2 separate regions of the Gossypium hirsutum genome follow, and region 2 is linked to region 1. Evidence: chromatin contacts called from public Hi-C data. All regions are on one chromosome and are shown on one strand. The core of a region is the stretch at or near the end of the contact, and the rest is flanking DNA. Distances in the headings are between cores, read along the strand shown.

Region 1 (7,124 bases), core at 1,391-3,890:
AAATTGAAACTTAACTCAAACCAAATCATGATACTTAATTTGTTTTTTTTAAAAGAAATTGATCAAATTCAACTCACTCGTAATTGAATATGGAACTTGAAAGTTTGCTATTTTAATTGTAAATGTTGATTAACTGAAAAAATCGACTAATAAAAATGAGTTTGATTTATTCAAAATTTTTCATGGATTGGTTCAATTCCAGCTTTAAAAGAAATCGATTGAATTGATTTTTAGCGATTTTGAATTGAGTCAACAAGTTTTTCACTCTTAACTACCGCTTAAACAAAATAGATGATAACATGTGTCCTATTAATTATATTTAAAATTTTATAAAATAATAAATGAAAACATCATTATTATTTTCGTGAAATTTATTTAATTGAACTGCAAACTAATATAAATTAGTTGAATTGAACTAAAAACTTAATTGAATTGATAGATATTGATCTAATGAATTTTAAATAATTTATTTAATAGAATGGTTCATACCAACGAATCCACCAAGATATTAGTCCAAAGAAAAATTTTAGAACAATTGAACTGCAATTGATTAAACTATGCTAAAAACCTAATTGAACTGATAGATTTGATTGTGAAAACCTTAAGCAATTTTACTATTGGAATAGCTAGATTTACTGATATATATATATTCAAGGATATAGAGATTATAAGTACAAATAGAGATTATTTAAAAAGAATAAAGAAAATGTAATTAAATGGGAAAAGTAAAGCTAGCTGGTCCATCAAATATCAATCTCAAGAATTTAGTCAAAGTATGAAAGGTACATGTCTAGCTTTGGCAGGACAGTAACAACCCCCAAAAGTAAAGGAGGGAAATTAGAAAATAAAGAACCATAAATAATAAAAGTTAGAATAGTAAATTATTTGTACCCATTACCATGTATCCCATGATAAAGCTTCCTCTTCAAATTTAGAAACTGCAAGAATTATATAGGTAGTAAACAAACTGGGCACTGTTAGAAAATGGAAACCAATTACTGAACATGTATATTGTCTTCAACAACCTCATCACTTTAACAATCAAGCAGCAATTGAAATTAAAAAGAGAAGATGAACATAAAATTTGAAACCAATTTATTCTTCTTGATCTATAGCTGTAGTTGTTATATATACTGTTTTCAATTACATAGATGGAAAAGAAAACAAAAAGTAGATTAATGTAGTAAGATTGTTAAAGCTCTGTTGTATAATCTATGAACATTGAACACCTCCCCCCCCCCCAACATTTGCCACCATCTGCAAGAGAGAAACATCTTAATTTTACACTCAAATCTATGTTGTGTGTATGTTCTATGGCCTCATCCAACTAAAAATCTCAGGCCTAGATATGAAAACATAGAGTAATCATATATAAAAATAATTAAGATACCAAAATTTTAGGACTCCAAGGCAAATGGTGTTTGCAGCAGATCATACGGAGCCCATAAAGCATCCAAAGGACAAGGTCTGTTTGCATCTAATCTCACCCATGGCTTCCCTTTCCCACTCCAATGCAGTAAGCTAACTGGACCAGGATGCAAATTTCTACACAATCCTCTATAGTTATCTCCTCCGAGGCCATGTTGGTTCCATCGATGATCAACTGGAGCTATATTCCCTGCAAAGACGAGTAAAAACGGTGGCAAAGACCCTAACTCATAGATCCTCATTCTCTTTTGAAGCTCCATCCATTCTATAATCTTGGTAGTGTAATCTCCTTGTCGCCATCTTTGCAAATCTATCACCATTACCCCAGTGTTGAAATAACAGGCTTTGCGTCCGGCAAATGTTAGAGATAACGTTGGGTTTGACCAGAAGGTTGGGGTGAAGTAGGAAGTGAAGTTGGCGTTGCAATACTCCGGTGCAGCTAAAACCGAGCGGTCTCCGAGCGGCGTCGCGGCGAGTTTAGCAATGTCGTCGACGAGGACGAGGTCTGAGTCTAAGTAAACGACTCGGCTGAGACACGGTGGGAGGAGGTTGGCGAGGTAGTTGCGGGCATAGTTTAGAGGGCAGTCAAGCGCCGAGCGGATGGAGGTGGAAATGAGTCCCGACACCTTGGAGGAGTCGTATGGGTAGATTTGGAACTTGAGGGAAGGGAAAGAGCGGGAGATAGTGAGGCGGAGGTGTTGGTGGTTGGCTGTGGAGGAGGGGATGAAGTGGAAGCGGATGTTTTGAGGGCAAGAAGAGTGCTGGAGGACGGAGAGAATGGCAGCCATTGACCCACGTAAGTAGGCAGCGTCTAGGGTCATTGCAACATGGACAGCTTGGTGGGAGCACATTTCATTGGTGTCCAAGGAAGGGCAAGCGGGAGAGTTGTAAAACTGTGGAGCTTCTTTGAATATTTGATAATTAGTGGTAGTGGCGGAGGCAGGGGCAGAATTGGTGGCAGTGATGAGGAGGAAGAGGAGGAGAAGAAGGTGGTGTCGGTGGAGGTGACCATGTGGTTCAGGCATTTTGTTGGAGGGAATCCAAGAGGATATCGGAAATTAAGAAAGGGCTATAAAGTGTTTAGACTACGTTTATTAACCCTTTTAAGAGTGGGGGCGGGGACGGATCCTTGGTTCCCACGGTGCCAAAAAAGGGGTGCTGCAGCCACCCAAAGTAAAAGGTTTTTGAAACAACTCAAACTCTCAAGTCTTTGGCTTCACATTTGCTTGTTGCAAAATGTTTTCCCTTTTTATAAAGAAAAAGATCGCATATTGAAAATGAAGCAACATATATTTAAATTTTAAATCTTAAAAATAATCATATGAATCTATTAAATTAATTAAAACCATATATTTACCTTCTTCTTTAATGCTCCTTGTATTGATTGACATAATTACAAAATTGCAGTCAAGTCAGTTGGTGATTTATATGGTAATAGGGTTTAATGAGTACAAATATGGTAGCAAATCAGGTCATTACGACATAGTTTCCGTTTTATGGTAAGATATGGAATGTCTTTCATTCAAGATTTGCTAATTAAACATGGTAAGGTTGGGAAAGAAAATACGTTAAAACTAGCCTTTTTACTGTATCTAGAACCCATTATGTAAACATTCTTTCTCCAATTTTCTTGGTTTTCATTCTTTTTCACCATATAAAAAAAAATAGACAAAAAGGGCGGATTGTAGTTAACTTGAATTTACAATGACGTATTATCAACGATCTAGTTGAGCCATCCACGTCTAGGAAAGCCCTAGCACAAGAGTTTTTGCCTTCAATCTAAGGATTTGCATGTTCAGCGTAACCAAAAAAAAAAACATTAAAAATAGTATTATTTTATTCTTTTGGTCTCTAATTTGATCCACATATTCCGTGAAAAATTAAATGCAGAAGCTTACCGGTGTCCTAAAGTTAAAAATGCAGTAAAGCTAAATAATATTATCAAGGCAACGTCGTCCCAGTCCAGGTGGCTGCAATATGTGGGTCCATAGAGTGCCACCTAAGCAAGTCATAGGTAATCATTAAAGACAAAACGGAAGTTCACTTTTGTTAGGAGATAGGGACATGGAAACCAAGAAATTGGTGGGAAATGCTTCTCTTAACTAGACATTTTGCCTTCCCTCTCACTCTCACCTTATCTAACTTCTTGTGTTGTATCACGAATATGTGACCTAACCAGGGCTCCAGCCTTCCATAATTACTAAAACCGTCCACTTCTATTTTATTCTTTTTTGAAAATTACATGCCCATATTCACCATGTTCCATAATAATATCTCCCTTTTTCTTGTATCACATAATATAATGTTATAAAAGCCATCGTTTGTCATATTCGCAAGAATCCAATAAGTCTTTCCAAGTGTTGATTATTATTTTCTATTATTTCATACATCTTTGATATTTTTAAAGTATAATTGCAATTTAGAGATAAAATGAGTTATACAAAACTTGTAACTTGATTTTCTTGGCCAACATAAAGCTTCTTACCTAATTGGTCTTAATTTATATTATACGCTTACAAGATTAACATGAAAAGGAAGATAACACAGTATATGGGTAGCTACTTTCGAATTCCATTGTACTCAAATAAGTTAGTTGCCCTTAGTTATTAAAACAAAAGGATGTGAGTGGGACATGCATGGTTCCCTCTTTCATTAATAGAGTTTACACGAAGCAATTAATATATAAACCGAAGGCAAAGCTTTGCATGTGCTATACACATGACAAACCCCCCTATTTCTCTCTACACGATGACCCCAGCCTTCTTAATTAAACACCCCTCTTCTTTATTTTCTTTGATTAGATCCCCTTCGAATTTCCTCTCTGGATCTTTGATATAAAAAGGAAAAAAAAAAAGTTGAACCTCATGCAATCATGCTACCCTTTTCAACCGACATTGACAACCTTCTGCTGTCGGCACTGCCATCTCTCACCCCTTTATTTTGAAAATTAAGTTTCGAATCTTACTTTTTTTTTTCTTTAAAATAAATAAAGAAATTACGACTAAATCGTTAAATATGGAATCAAATGTTTCGACCTAAGCCACACGGTTTAGCCCCACAATGTGAAGATGATAGTTGAAAAAGGAGTAAAAGGGGTCAGCTTCAAGCGGCAATCCCCATAGTTTCACTCACTCTCAACTCTCAAACTAAGATTTGTCTTCGTAAAGTTAGGTTTGGTATAATATTTTCATATATTTTACCGGCACATAATTTGTATTTAAATAACATTAACGAGTGCCAATACGCAGGTTTCTATCTACAAAGTTCAAGTTCTATATTTTTAAATACTTTTTTCAACCTTTTTGTTTTCTATATTTTGACTTTTCTAGCTAGTTAATATCATAAACTTCAGCATTTCTGTCTCATTTGATTATATTTATAAATTTTAGCTACTTGAGATCATGTTAAATATTCTCATTTCATAGGTGGAACTTCAACCGTCCCTCCCCCCTCTCTATATATATATAGAAACAACCATAATAAATAAATAAATAAATTACACATAGAATCATTCAACTATAAAAAAAGTTTTATTTTAAACACTCAAAATAAAGAATTTACAATTCAAGCATCAAAGTTATATAGTTTGGTCATTTTGATTACTCCCGTTAAAACCACAAACGTCAACCTAACGTGACAGTTAAAAAATCAATATAATAACAAATTTAACCCTTAACTTTTACATATTATATCAATTTAATCATATTTTTTAAAAAAATAACCCTCAAAATTTAAAACTAATCTCAAATTAATTTTGTATCTAAAAAATTCAATATATATATATAAAAATACATAAATATTTTTTAAAAAATAAAAAATACATGAAAATTCTAAACTTGAGTTGATCGGCCTTTTGGAATCTAACCCAACTTTCTTGCTTTACTTCTTTTAAGTTGTTAACACTGCAATTTGGGTTGAATTATCCAAAAAATAGTAAATGGAGCGACGGTGGTGGGGGAAGCGAGGATGGGGACCGCGGTTAGGGATTTTTATTTTATTTAATATTAATATAATTATATTTATTTAATATGAATTTAAATATTAATATAAAATTTAAAATTTTCTTTATGTATTTTTATATATTTCTTTAATGTTTTTAAAATTAGGATCAATTTAAAATTATTTATAAATTTTGAGGGTTAGTTTTTTTAAAATTATGATGAATTTGATATTATATGTAAAAGTTTAGGCTAAATTTGTTATTATACCAATTTTTTTAACTGCTGCGTCAACTTGCCGTTTGTGATTTTAATAAGAGTGATCAAAATGACTGAACTATGTAACGTTGGTGCTTAAATTGCACACTTTTTATTTTGAGTGCCTAAAATGAAAATTTTGAATAGTTGAATGACTGCCTATTTTTTACCCTAAAAAAATTGATGAAATTAATATTCCTGAATTTGAACATGAAACTTAAAAGAGGGAATAGAAGTTAAAAAGGGTTTATTCATTGTTGTTTATAGTTAGGTTTTATTTTGTTAATTTATTTTGATAAGGGGAGCGAGAATGATAGAAAACTATAGCTGACCGCAGGCTGAAGCAAGAATGTTTTTTTTGGAGGGATTGAATTTGAAATATAAACTTTTAGAGAACTAAAAATGTAATTTTATTATTGTTAATGTAAAATTTTATAAATTTTCAAAGGACTAAACTATGAGCTTTTTATTTTTGGAGAAGCCATAATTGAACTTTAAATTTTAGGAGGGGCCAAATACACTTTTACTATTGAATTAACTTAAAATTTGCAATTTCTAAAGGTACTAAAGGGGTGATTTTTCATTTTGGAGCAATGCCTGTCCCCTCTAGCTTTGCTCCTGATTGACCAAAAACTCAAGAAACAATAAGAGGGAAGATATAAAACAACAAAGAAAGAAAGCTTTGGAGAAATCAGTTATGGCAAAAAAAAAAAAAAACTTATTCCGATGGTGATTTTAAAGTGAGGGACATGGCTAATTCATTTGGAAATTGATTATAACACTAATTTGCTAATGTTTGAACTTATAACCTATCCTGAAAACTAGCTAATATAATTCCCCAAATGCGCTTACTGCCTAGTTAGATGCATGTTCACCGTTTCTAATACTTAAAATTTTATTGTACATAAGTGGTGGAACTCGAAGGATTTAGTATGGAAAGTTGCATGGCACTATAAGTGTAACATCCCTCACCTAAATTCGTACTTAAATCTAAGTAAGGAATGTTATATTTCAAAACAAATATTTTATTTAAGAACCAAATTTTGTTATTCAAGTTCTCCTCATATTTTAGACCTTTTTTACAGCCATTTAAGGATTTTTGTAATGCTCTTAGGCTTTCTCTAAAGTTTGATTACATTTGGGGTTCATTCAGAACTATTTCGGATAAAAAAGAACAAAGTAGAGGAAAACAGGGTCAATGTCGCAACATCATAAGTCCAGTGTTGCGACACTAGGTTCTCTGGTGCTCATGTCGTGACATCTTGTGGCTAGTTTTGTGACCCTAAGTCCTCTTAACAAGTCAAAACTTGTGACAGCCTGATTTTGACCCTAATCGGAACAGTGGTTTCGGGACCACAAATTTGAGTCTAAAAAATATTTTAATATTATTTTCTGTGTTAATTATGTGTGAATTTACATATGTGAAAGTTTCGAGAATTTATTTTATTGTTTGTGTGCTAAATTTGAGAAAAGGGCTTAATCGCATAAAATAAAAATTTA
Region 2 (6,505 bases), core at 2,290-4,789, 180 kb before region 1:
AACGTTCAGGCAGGCCCCTTTGGGGTCTCCAAGCTTCCTGTTCCATCATACCCATTTGGTTGAACGCTCTTTGCTGTCTTAAGCTTTGCTCTAACATCCTCAGCCTCGGCGTCTCTCCTTTCGTTATGCCTGAGCTCCCTGCTCCATCTTTCTCCCCCAGCATCTCACAGCTGTGTTTCAGTTGTGCTGATATCGCGTCTTTCAAACACCTGAAATGCCTTGACATCGCCTTCTGAGCAAGGGCGGTATATGGCACTGCTGCCCCAAACCCCATCACCAGATCGAATGAGTTCACTACCATTTGCATTTGTTCACAGTAATGGTTGTATCTCCTCTCCACCTGCCAAAACCATAAATTACACCATATGTTCAGTGTCGTTGTTAGTCATTGTTTACGATAAAAACATTAAAAGTAGATCATCTGATTTTATTGACACAACCATGTTATATAATAATAGTAAAAATAATAAAGCATTTGACAAGACTTATTTGCTGTTAAGGAAACCCCCCCTCCCGCCCCAAATAATAAATGCCTTAATCAAAGCTTGGTACAGTTAAATAATTTTAATGGCAAGTGAGAACTGGGAACTAAGATATCCTTTTGTGTGTGTTTTTTCCCTTCTTTTCCTATACTCAATTGACTGGCCGGTGAGCGCAAACAAGAACAAATAGGCGAAAGAGCAATATAAGGGGGAAAAAATTACAGTATGGAAAAAGAGTGGAAAATGAAAGCACAACGCCTTTCCCAGAGTCAACCAGGTTATTATATATATATATGGCTTTCCCTGAAATATTGCTATGATGGGTATGGATCTCTCGGGTAGCAGTGGCTTCAATGATTTTGATACGTAATATGGTGGGCTAATGGTCACCTTCCAAATCAGAAGGGACGTCGCTTCACGATTGAGTGCATACCCTTAATAGTAATCTCTCATGTCTTCCACCAAACCAGGTTGAGTACTTAAACACACCCACCAATCCAATAAAAAAAAAGACAAAGTGAAAAGGATAATCAAACTCTACCAACTAGATCCTGTAGAACCCTATTGCACCAGCCGGCTTTGCTCTATCTGGGGTTTTTTTTTGTTTAAAATATTCTTATTCGTTACTGTGCTGTGGTACTGATGTTTGATTTGAAAATTAATGGAGGTATTCAAATAAATGATCGGCAGACAATTAAAAAAAAAGATTGGGTCTTAGTCACTTGAAGAAGAGAGTGGAACTATGAAAGAGAAAATAGGGGAATAGAGAAAGAGATTACATGCCTCATCAAGCATGGATAACAGTTTGACCTTCCTTCTTTGGTGTTCAATTCTATCAGCTGCTGATAAAGGAGGGAGATCCTTTGTTGATGAAGAAGAACCACCACCACCTGCACCGCCGCTACTACCAGGATCAGAACTAGGGTTTGTGTTGTTTCTACCGAACTTGTTCTTCTTGAACTGGCCTCTTCCAACACTGCAGAATTCTTCCAACAATTCTTGAGCTGCTTTAACGTACTTTGAATTTCTTAATACATTGACCATTCCTAATGAGGATCCGAACCCAACATGATGAACCTGTTGGTTTTGTCCCACTCCGCCTTGCAGATGCATTGTCTGATGATGATGACTACCCAAATTCCTGTACTGATGAAACTGAGCAGCGGAACCCCCTCCTTGATTATAGTACAGTAAACCCCCGTCTCCCATCCCTAATTCTTCAGCTTTAGCAGCCTCCAAGTGTTGCAAAGAAGATGATAAAGATAGTGAAAGACCTTGGCCTTCCACAACACTTCCAATTTCATTTAGGCTGCTGAGTTGGGAATCAGTGTTGTTGCCTCCTTCATGAGCACTACCAGGAACCCAAGTAAATTGAGGTGGAGATAGAACAGTACTTGTGCCGAAACCCCCTCCAGGACCTGATACGTTAAACCCTTGAAGAGAAGTAGATGGATTTGGAAGCAACATGTGAAGAGTATTAGAAGAAGTTGCTGGAGGAGGTGGAGGAGGAGATGGTGATCGTTGCTGCGGATTCATCAAGAAAAGATGCATGGCAGCTGCTGAGTCGGCATTAATGCTTGGTAGCTGCTGCTGCTGCTGAGCTAAACTGTCACGGGTAATGTGACTCTTCGATTCACCTAACTGTCCCAAACCCCCAACAGCACCTTGCCTGTTGCTATACCACTCGTTGGTATTACCTGGGGCTGGCCGGTGTGCTCGATAATTCGGCTGTACATGCTGGTCTAGTAACTCGGTCGAGGCAGTGGCGGCGGCAGCGGCAGCAGCCGCACCCGAAGGGAAATTGAACATTTCGGATAACATACCTGCGGTTTCATAAACAGGAAGAGAAGTTGATTCTTCCTCTTCTATCCCTACTAATGGTGGAGGTGGCGGCTCAAAGCCTTGAACTCTTAGTTTATCTCTCCGGATCTGCTGTTCTAAGTGCTGTTGCTGCTGCTGTTGGTGTTCTTGGTGGCTTACGGCTGATCTCTCGAACCCATTCGAGAAGCTGAAGATGCCAGCTGCTTGATGGTAATCTTGGGACATAGAATTAGTAGAATTGTTGCTCTTGTGTTGAATTGGGATTTGATGGTGAATTTTTTTGGAGGGTTGAGATTCTTGAGAAAGAATTGATGCGACGAGTGGTGGCGTTGCTATTCCCATATCAGCATCGTCTTCTTCATCATCAGATCCTTTTTCTTTATTTACCTCTCTCCGTCTATCAAATTCCTTCACCTTCTTGCTGTTTCAATTATGAATCGGTAACCCACATAGAGAAACAAATAACACCCATCACAAAAAAAAAAAATCTCTCTCATCAAACAAAAAGGAAAAAAGAAAAAGGAAAGATAGGAACAGAAAGGAACAGAAAGGATCAAATTCTCTCAGTTAAGTGAAGGAAAAAAAGAAAAAGAAATGGTGTAAGGGATGAAACAAGTCTATGTTGATTATGTTTTGGATGTTGTTGTAACCCTTTTGATCATTTTCAGCTATATATGAGAGAGAGAGAGAGAGAGAGAGAGAGAGAGTGTGTGTGTATATATAGGCAGACCTTGTTAGAGTTGCAGCAACATATGAAAGGATATAAAGCTCTTATAGCTAGACATATCCCTTCTGTGTGTTATTATTGAAAGCTTCTTCAATTCCCTCCCTCCTTTCTTTTCATTTCCTTTCATTTCCTTTCTCACTGTGTATGTGTGCAGTCCTCCGTCTGTCGTCTCTTTCTTTCTCTTTCTCTCCTTTTCCTTCCTTGCAGTAGTGACTATATATTATTTTTCACCCCTTGAATATTCCCATGGTGAAACTATATGAATATAAGGGGAGAAAAGAAAAGAAGTGAGAAAGGAATGAAAATGGAGGGTGATCTGAGAAAAACAGATAATTCACTTTCACAACAAAACATATAGAGATAACCTTAGCCTCCCCAAAGACAGAGAGGTGAGAGAAAATAAGAAACAAAAAAGTGGTCGCTATTCTTTTCTCCTTCACCACTTTTCACGCTGCCAATATTTTTTATACTAATTATTATTTTTATTTCCTATTCTATTTTTCTTTAAATTCATAATCAAGACTTGAGTTTTAATTTGTTAGATATATTTTCAATTTACAAAAATAACCTTAACTACAAAATTTAGATTGCGGAGAAAAATAAAATGAAAAAACCCGAATAATTTGGGTAGAAAGTCGGCTATTACTGTAATTTTAATAGACACGCAAGTTACGGAATAAAATAAAGATAAGGTCAGTACAAAGTCATCTCAATCATCCAAACTACCACCATCATTGCATATGTTTAAATGACTAAACTGCCCCAGTTGCTTGTTTTATATTCATCAACAGCAATAGTTGGTAAGGGTAAAAATATCATTTCGGGACTTTTTTATTTTGCATTTAATAACAGAAATAAAGCCATATTTTTTTTATTATGAAAAATTTTAATATCATCAAAGATGTTTAATAAAAAATAAGATAGAGGGGCACGTGCCAAAGGCTGGGGATGAAGACAAGTTAGGTTTTATATAGGGGGTTGTAAGGTCTGAAAAGCACACTTAACTGCTTTCTGGTTTGGCAATGTCAAGATGGACATGTTTCATTAATCTTTTTCTTATGTCTTTTATCTTTCAACTTATGTTTCCCCTTTTCTTTAAAAAATCATCAGCTCCATTAAATTTGTAATATGCCTTCACTTTCCTTTTTCTCGTATCTAACATATCCGTTAATACAAAAACCAAACCTCTATATTTGTAATCAAATATCTGTTTGGGATAGAGATTAATTAATATTATTGATTACTTACCAAATTCACTTTTGTTTTCATATTTCATCTCAAAACTATATATTATAACACTTACATTATATATAACAGGGACAAAACACTGAATGGTACCTTAATTTAATGTACCATGTTCCCTCAAACTTTGTCTACATATATAATTACCAAGAGATTTTCCATCATCTGAAAATGCTATTTAACTAATAATAGTTGTATTTCTAAACAAAGCTTATATTAGTGTTTTAGCTAAGATTTGACAATATACTTAATTTATTAGTTTTCTTGGTCTACACGTGCGGGCAATGATTACCCAAAGAGTGAAAATAAGAGAAACGGGAGCTGGAGACAATAATTGTTTAACAATAATTAACTTTTTATCTTCACCTCCTAGGTTTAATTTACATTACTTTCTAAAAATGTATACCTTTATTTTTAATTATTGTTATTTATCAATGATAATCATAAATTTTAATTCATATAAGAAAATATAATGTTAACTTTAAAAAAATAAAATATTCTGCATCAATTTTAATAATAGTTCATGATAAATAAGAAATAAATTTAAACTAAATCAATAAAAATATTTAATAAAAGTAATTGAAAATAATTGATTACATTTGATTTTCTTTTCAAAGAAAACTCACAAAATATTTTTTACTTATACCAAACAAATAACAAAAAAGATAAAAAAAAGGTTTTAGGAGCGCTTGTTTCACACTCTATAAACTTATAGAAAATTTAAAAAAAAATTAATTTGATACCATTATTATTCGAATATGATTTGATATCACCTCTTCAAATAACCATGACTTTAATTCTACATTTTTTTATATAATTCTAACACATTAATGCTAAAAATATTCATTTTTTAGCAATACTTTTTCTTAGATGTTACTTGATTGAATATGCCTAATTACTGAATGTTATTTTAATATTAAAAATATTTATTATTTTAATAAATTATTTAATATTTCAATTTTATTTTAATAATAAATTTTAAAAATAATAATTTTCAATAATATTCTTCACACATTATTGAAAATATTCAATATTAATATTTTAATAATAAATATTTATTATAATTATAAATATATTAATAATAAATATTTTTTAGTATAAATTTTAAAATATGTCATAAGTCTATGTACTCTTCACAAATTTGTAATTTAGTGTCTGTATTATTATTTCAAGAATTTAGTCCCTCCACTTTTCAATTTGAAAATCAAGTTTAATTGTTGATATTGTTATTTTTTTTATCAATTTTGTTGATGTCACATTGTTTAATAAAAAAAAAACTTACTTGATAGTCATGTAACTAAAAAATGACATTATAATGAACCTGAATTTAACAAAATATTTTTAATATATGCAAAGTCAATGTAAAATATAAATTTATACATATAAGATAAATTGAATTAAACAATAAAAAGATAAGAAAATCTCAAATGTATATTTATTTCATTGAAAATAGCTTTTATGAAATATTTTTAAGAAACCTGTCAAACAATAGAAAATATTTTACATAGATTTACCCAGACACCAAAAAATATTAACTATTCCAAGAAAGTAAGTCATTTTTCAGAAGTCATTTTTATTGAAACAAATAGACCCTAATAAGAAGGAAATATTTTGGTTGAATAACGGTGTTAGAATTGTGTGACCCAAATTCTAAGAGATTGCTTGCAAGTCAAGTTAAACAAAAATATATTTTCTTTCTAGAAGATTTAGTATTTATTAGTATAATATATTTAGCATTTATTAGTATAGTTTATTTGACTTACTAATTTAGCCTATAAATAGGCTCCTTTACAATCTTAGAATTAAGAGACACCCATTAGATTAGAACTCATAACACATTCAGAGAATTTTGTGTTTACGTTTGAGGGTTCTTTGTTTTCGGGTTTTCGGGGTTTAGTTTTTATCTCCATCTTTTGTACTCTTCATTCTTTTGCCATTATAGTAAATTTATCTTTGCCCGTGATTTTTTATCCTCTTTTGAGGGGTTTTTCCACGTTAAATTTGTGTGTTCATCTTCTCAATTTCTTCTACTATTTTTACTTGTTCGTTGCTTAATCGGGACGATCCTAACAAGTGGTATCAGAGCTAGTTTAACTTTCATAGATCAGCCCGGTCAGAGATGGCAGCAACAAGGTTTGAAATTGAGAAGTTCGATGGTGAGACAAATTTCAATCTGTGGCAAGTTCGGATGATGGCAATTCTAGTTCAAAATGGCTTGAAAAAGGTTGTTACA

Evidence for each region. Hi-C and Micro-C count contacts between places; a contact is called where the count stands out from the background.
Region 2: a contact with region 1 is called in a Hi-C map of leaf, with 1.9 times the contacts expected there. The contact joins the promoter of LOC107913110 here to the promoter of LOC107957434 in region 1. A contact is called at or near these places in 2 of 34 Hi-C or Micro-C datasets (anther and leaf).

What each region holds. Positions count from the first base shown.
Region 1 is chrD11:23,141,831-23,148,954 of Gossypium_hirsutum_v2.1, reverse strand. It overlaps LOC107957434 (probable galacturonosyltransferase-like 1), which reads right to left and starts at 2,640. Exons shown (of 2, transcript XM_041106521.1): 1 at 1,391-2,640; 2 at 1,032-1,257. The coding sequence starts at 2,453. The coding sequence ends at 1,398.
Region 2 is chrD11:23,320,403-23,326,907 of Gossypium_hirsutum_v2.1, reverse strand. LOC107913110 (BEL1-like homeodomain protein 4) reads right to left here and starts at 3,539. Exons shown (of 4, transcript XM_016841569.2): 1 at 1,266-3,539; 2 at 1-340. The coding sequence starts at 2,645.